2 separate regions of the Pan troglodytes genome follow, and region 1 is linked to region 2. A link is a contact called in public Hi-C data. All regions are on one chromosome and are shown on one strand. The core of a region is the stretch at or near the end of the contact, and the rest is flanking DNA. Distances in the headings are between cores, read along the strand shown.

What was found. Hi-C and Micro-C count contacts between places; a contact is called where the count stands out from the background.
Region 1: a contact with region 2 is called in a Hi-C map of induced pluripotent stem cells, with 3 times the contacts expected there. The contact joins two enhancer-like sites. A contact is called at or near these places in 3 of 7 Hi-C or Micro-C datasets (induced pluripotent stem cells and stem cell-derived neural progenitor cells) and 1 of 1 datasets of contacts at active chromatin or transcription factors (stem cell-derived excitatory neurons).

The regions. Positions count from the first base shown.
Region 1 is chr19:38,214,050-38,216,749 of NHGRI_mPanTro3-v2.0_pri, reverse strand. It overlaps NUFIP2 (nuclear FMR1 interacting protein 2), which reads right to left. Exons shown (of 6, transcript XM_511374.9): 2 at 1,433-1,591. Among named protein-coding and RNA genes, the nearest start is that of NUFIP2, 20 kb to the right of the region's middle. Within about 2 kb of position 1,294, at least 10 of the 24 cell types and tissues checked have an H3K27ac peak or open chromatin away from gene starts, as enhancers often do. A contact at or near this core is called in induced pluripotent stem cells and stem cell-derived neural progenitor cells, where this site is marked.
Region 2 is chr19:37,999,172-38,001,871 of NHGRI_mPanTro3-v2.0_pri, reverse strand. GIT1 (GIT ArfGAP 1) reads right to left here. Exons shown (of 21, transcript XM_511377.8): 5 at 2,684-2,700; 6 at 2,499-2,593; 7 at 2,095-2,137. Among named protein-coding and RNA genes, the nearest start is that of GIT1, 9.0 kb to the right of the region's middle. Within about 2 kb of position 1,276, at least 10 of the 24 cell types and tissues checked have an H3K27ac peak or open chromatin away from gene starts, as enhancers often do. A contact at or near this core is called in induced pluripotent stem cells and stem cell-derived neural progenitor cells, where this site is marked.

The DNA of each region.
Region 1 (2,700 bases), core at 45-2,544, 210 kb before region 2:
CGTGTAATTTGATGCAAACATATGCATGCATACAAATGCAAGAATATTTACATAGTCATTATTGCCTGTACCATGTTTCCTGGCACTTCCACCTGGATTGATGGTGCTGTAATAACATAGTGGCATTAGTGGAACTGGCTGGAAGAGCACCCACTCAACCAGAATGGGTGTTTTATTGGAAAGAGTGATGCATTGCAAAAGGCCCAACTCTGTCTCTACCTTGCCCTCAGACCTTGAATAAGTCATTTAACTAAATCTTTGGGCCTCAGTTTCCTCATCTGTAAAATAAGGGGGCTGGCTCAGGTCTACTCTAATCAGCTCTGAATCAAAAGCAGCCCTCAATCCTGCCACCTTGTATAGGCAGTTCTATACAAACACACTCGCCCCCATGGCAACGGCCACTCAGCTCTCAGAAGCACTGGTATGCCGCTCTACTCCAGCCAACAGTACTATTTCCATCGCAAATTCCTGGGTGAATAGAGGGCTTGGATGGGGGAGGGATCTGTTCATCAGTAATCTTAAAGCCCCTGGCATTAAAAGAAAGTCTAGAATAAATTGTCTGTGGGTGGTGCATATGTGCTAAATCAGAAACAGCATCAGCATTTAATTCACAATATTATCCTTCTAGGAGGTGGAGGAGCTATCTTAGCTGAGGTGAAATTTAGAGGGTCACTTTGCCACTGAAGTGCTGAGTCAATGAGTGGAGGAAACTGTGACCCAAGTTATTTAAAATTGGGGAGGATGCCAAAAGAACATTGCCAGAGGGTGTTTAAATCAATCTGGATTTTTGAGAAGCAATTCCAGTGTTTATTTCCAAGCTACATAGATAGACTCTCTTATTATCTTATCACAGCAGACACTTATCAGAACTTCATCTTGGAAGCACAGAGGCTGTAGGGCAAATGGACTGAGAATAAAGATGCAAGAAAAAGAGAACATCTCTTTTCAAAAAAAGGAGGAGATATCCTTGAGAAGGCTGCCCTATATCTGCCCTACCCTCTATTTTCAAGCCTTCACCAAGTTGTTTCTAGAGTCTGTTGCTGATAATGGTGAAATGGTGACGATGACAATGATGAATTCATGGCAAGGATTAGCTCTTGCCTTTTCTTCCTCCACATTGCATAGATTTGAGCCAAAGGGGGCACTATTCTTTTATAACTCAGATGAAAAGGAAGTAGATGCTCACTTAAGATAGAGTTTGAATTGCCTTTCTCACAAGGAATGGTTCCAGGAGAAATGTAATAGGCACTACACTAGGTTTCCAGCTGAGGGCAGCCGTGTTAGCCTTTGCTGACTCCTTACGGCTGCCTACTGAGAGATCTGCAGAGGAAAGGCACTGAAAACAGGCAAACAATGTGAAGGTGGACTGGGAGTTTGGAAATCAGGCTGGTGAGAGTTCCCAGAAGAAGGCTGTCTGTAGTTAGAGACCGACCTGTGTCCATGAGCTGGGGGAATCCCGGAATGAATGGATGGTCTTTGCTGAGGATTGTATGAGCAGCAAAACTTTCTGAGCTATGACGTGCAGGGCAAATCAAAGCTGGCTGCTCCTTACAAACCTGTGGAGTTGGACTTGCTGTTTTTCCTCTTGCCACTAGAGGGTAGAATATGAAAAGAAGATTAGCATGTTTTCATCCTTGCCTAGTTAGCCCTGTAGGAATTCTAAGTGTTAAAGGATAAGAAATCTTGATCTTGCTAACACATATATCTGTCCAAGCTATTTCCTGGCTTACACATGTTCAATGGCTCCCTAAAGTTTCCAGAATAAAGTCTGAGTTGATGAGAATGGCATACAAGCTCTTCCCAAATTCGCCTTGGTCTTCCTTCATAACTCTGCCCTTCAGTCCCCTGCTCTTCATCTACAATACAAATCCTCGGGGAAGTAGTGTGGTAGAAGGAACATAGGTGTCGGAGACAACTGGAAGTCAGTTAATCATCCCAGACCACTTATTTTACATCAGTACCACATGCAACTCACCACTAATTCCTGTCTATTCTATCTCTTAGAGAAACTCTTTGAGGGCAGGGACCATGTCTACTTTGCTCAAATTTGTATCTTTTTTTTTTTTTTTTGAGACAGAGTCTCGCTCTGTCACCCAGCCTGCAATGTGCAGTGGTGCAATCTCGGCTCACTGTAACCTCCGCCTCCCGGGTTCACGCCATTCTCCTGCCTCAGCCTTCCGAGTAGCTGGGACTACAGGCGCCTGTCACCTCGCCCGGCTAATTTTTTTTATTTTTAGTAGAGATGAGGTTTCACCATGTTAGCCACGATAGTCTCGATCTCCTGACCTCGTGATCCATGCACCTTGGCCTCCCAAAGTGCTGGGATTACAGGTGTGAGCCACCGTGCCCAGCCTCAAATTTGTATCTTTACTGCCTAGCACTCTTCATGGGAGCTCATTCAATATTTATTGATCAAAATAATAAATGAATGATTACATCCATAGCACTGTTGTCCTCCTAGTCCAAGTTAATACCATCTCTCACCTGGTCTGCAGTGGGGTCCCAAGTGGTCTCCCTACGTCTCCTTTTGCTCATTACAATCCATTTTATACTCTGCAGCAAGAATGATCTTTCCCAAATGCAATTTTGCTTTAAAACCCTTCAATGGCTTCCCATTGCTCTTAAAATAAATACCATTATATTCTGAATATGACCCACAAAGTAAATATAATTTCATTTATTAGCAGTTTGGCCACTTGC
Region 2 (2,700 bases), core at 27-2,526:
TCCTAGTGAAGCTCCCCAGGTTCCTCAATCACCTGTTGCCTGGGCTTTGTAAGTTTCTTAATCTCCCTCCTTCTAGTCTTGTCCCTACAATCCTGTTCCACCCAGCAGCCAGGGTGATTTTTTGGATACACCTGGCTGCACTACCCCTTGCCTTAAAGCACTGCAGTGATAACACGTGCATATGGCACACTCCAAACATACTTCATCAGAATACCCTAGGGCCGGGCGCAGTGGCTCACACCTGTAATCCTAGCACTTTGGGAGGCCAAGGTGGGAGGTTCGCTTGAGGCCAGGAGGTGGAGACCAGCCTGGGCAACACAGAGATACAAAAGCAATTTAAAAATTAGCTGAGCATGGTGGCATGTGCCTGTAGTCCCAGCTACTCAAGAGGCTATGGTAGGAGGATCGTTTGAGGCTGTGGTAAGCTATGATCAAGCCACCGCACTTCAGCCTGGGCAACAGAGCGAGACCCCAACTCTTTAAAAAAAAAAACAAAGGCTAAACATTTTGCATACATTCTTATCTAATCCTCTCCTCCCTGAAAAATAGATGCTGTCATCTCCATTTCCAGGAGAGGTAACCAAGGCTCAGAGAGGTCAAGCAGCCTGCAAGTCACACAGCCAGTAAGCAGCAGAGATGACTTCACACTTCTGTGCCTGGAACTCTCCGCTCTCGGGATGGTCACTGCTCCTGCTGATGCTCTCGGGGCTGCTCATTCTCCAGCTCGTCTCTATCCCAGTCTTGCTTGTAGGGTTCCCTGCCTCCCATGCTGTGCTCCAGCCCGGGGGCTGCCTCAATTCCCATGCAGCATTTCTACCCTCCATGCCTCTGCCTCTCTTGCTGCACTCCCCCATGAGGACTAGAATCACCTGCCTAGGCTGCCTCCCCAGCTAGATTGTGAGCTCCTTAAGGGCAGGGATTGTGTCTCAGGTGCCTCTGTGCTCCCAGTGCCAAGGGCAGTAGCTGGCTCCGGGAAGGTGCTCAGTTAATGTGCTGTTGAATGGAGCCCATATGTGGGTGTATTTACCATACACATGCACGCATGCACACACAGCCCAGGTAGAATCAGACCATAGAAGTAGGAGCCTTGGGGTCTGGAAGAGGTCTGGGTTTAGGATCTGAGTTGCCCAGGCCTGGTTATGCCCATCTGCCCACACAGGCCCTTGGGGAGGAGAGCACCTCCTCTCTCCAGATCCAGGCCAGCAGGCACAGCCTGGCATGAGGACGTGGCCATCAGAGGTGGCCACCAGGTGGCACCAGCATCCATCTTATGTGCTGGGTGAGTGGCAGGGGGTGTCCCACACTGCCTCTCAGACGGAAGCAGAAACACCTCATTCAACCAGCCTCAGGGCACCTGCCTAATTCTGAGCACGCTAGAGGCCTAGCCAGCAGTCACAAAGTTAGTCACATCCCTGAAGCCCACTCATCTTTTCAGCGAAGAGCAGAGGCTTCTCTAAAGACAGTGGGGTTGGTGCCACTGGGACAGAACCCAGTGGCCCACCCTCCCAGCCGGAGGTAGCTTCTTTTTCTTTTTTTTTTTTTTTTTTGAGACGGAGTTTGGAGTTTTGCTCTTGTTTCTCAGGCTGGAGTGCAATGGCGTGCTCTCGGCTCACCGCAACCTCTGCCTCCTGTGTTCAAGCGATTCTCCTGTCTCAGCCTCCCAAGTAGCTGAGATACAGGCATGCGCCACCACGCCTGGCTAATTTTGTATTTTTGGTAGAGACGGGGTTTCTCCATGTTGGCCAGGCCAGTCTCAAACTCCCGACCTCAGGTGATCCGCCCGCCTCGGCCTCCCAAAGTGCTGGGATTACAGGCGTGAGCCACCACGCCCGGCCCACAGGTAGCTTCTCACACCCGAGCCCTCCATGTACTTGACAGTCACGGGGCTCAGACTATGCGGGCCACATACGGAGCTGACATTTTTTACCTGCCTTGGGGCCCAGCATTAGGGACTGAGGACTAAGCTGTGCCTCTAGTCTCTGGGGGGAGGGAGCAGGGTCCTAGGCCTCTGAAACCTGGGCTGGGAGCTCTGGGGGTCAGCCACCCACATGGCATCCAACAGCCTCTGGAAAGGGGCATCAGGTGGGCACTCACCTGTCAGCCATCTGTGGGATGATGTAATGCCCATTCTTGTGATCTGAACAAAAATAAAAATGCCAAGTCACTCACTAGTGCTGGGTGGCCTCAGCAGCTGGGAGCCCACCTCACTGCCATGAGCAGGGCTGGCACCCAGAAGTGTCAGGGGAAAGTGGGGAGGGCAGGCCACCCCCAAGAATGCTGGGAGCTCGCGGGAGGATGCAGGATGCCCACCCCCACTCCCTAGCCCCAGCGATGCTATGGCCCAGAGCCTGCAGCAATTTCACAGGAGCCAGTTGCCTAGCAACATTGCTCCCCAGCCGCTCTGTCACCATAGCACCTGCTGCCGGGTGTGTCCAGGTCCCACCTGCCCAGCCCCAGCCAGGCCTGCCACAGCCAGGCGCCCCCCAAGCTCTGCTCACCCGGCTTGCGTCCACAGAGGTAGAAGGCCAGCCGGTCAGTGAGCTCATATTGGCACTCAACCAGCCTTTCCGCCAGCTCATGGTGCCCCGCCTGCCTGTGAGGAGGGGGTATGGCTCAGACCTGCAGCAGCAGCCCTCACCCACACCCCCACCCACCCACACTGCACCCTTCAGCCAACCCTCACCTGGCATAGTCAATGGG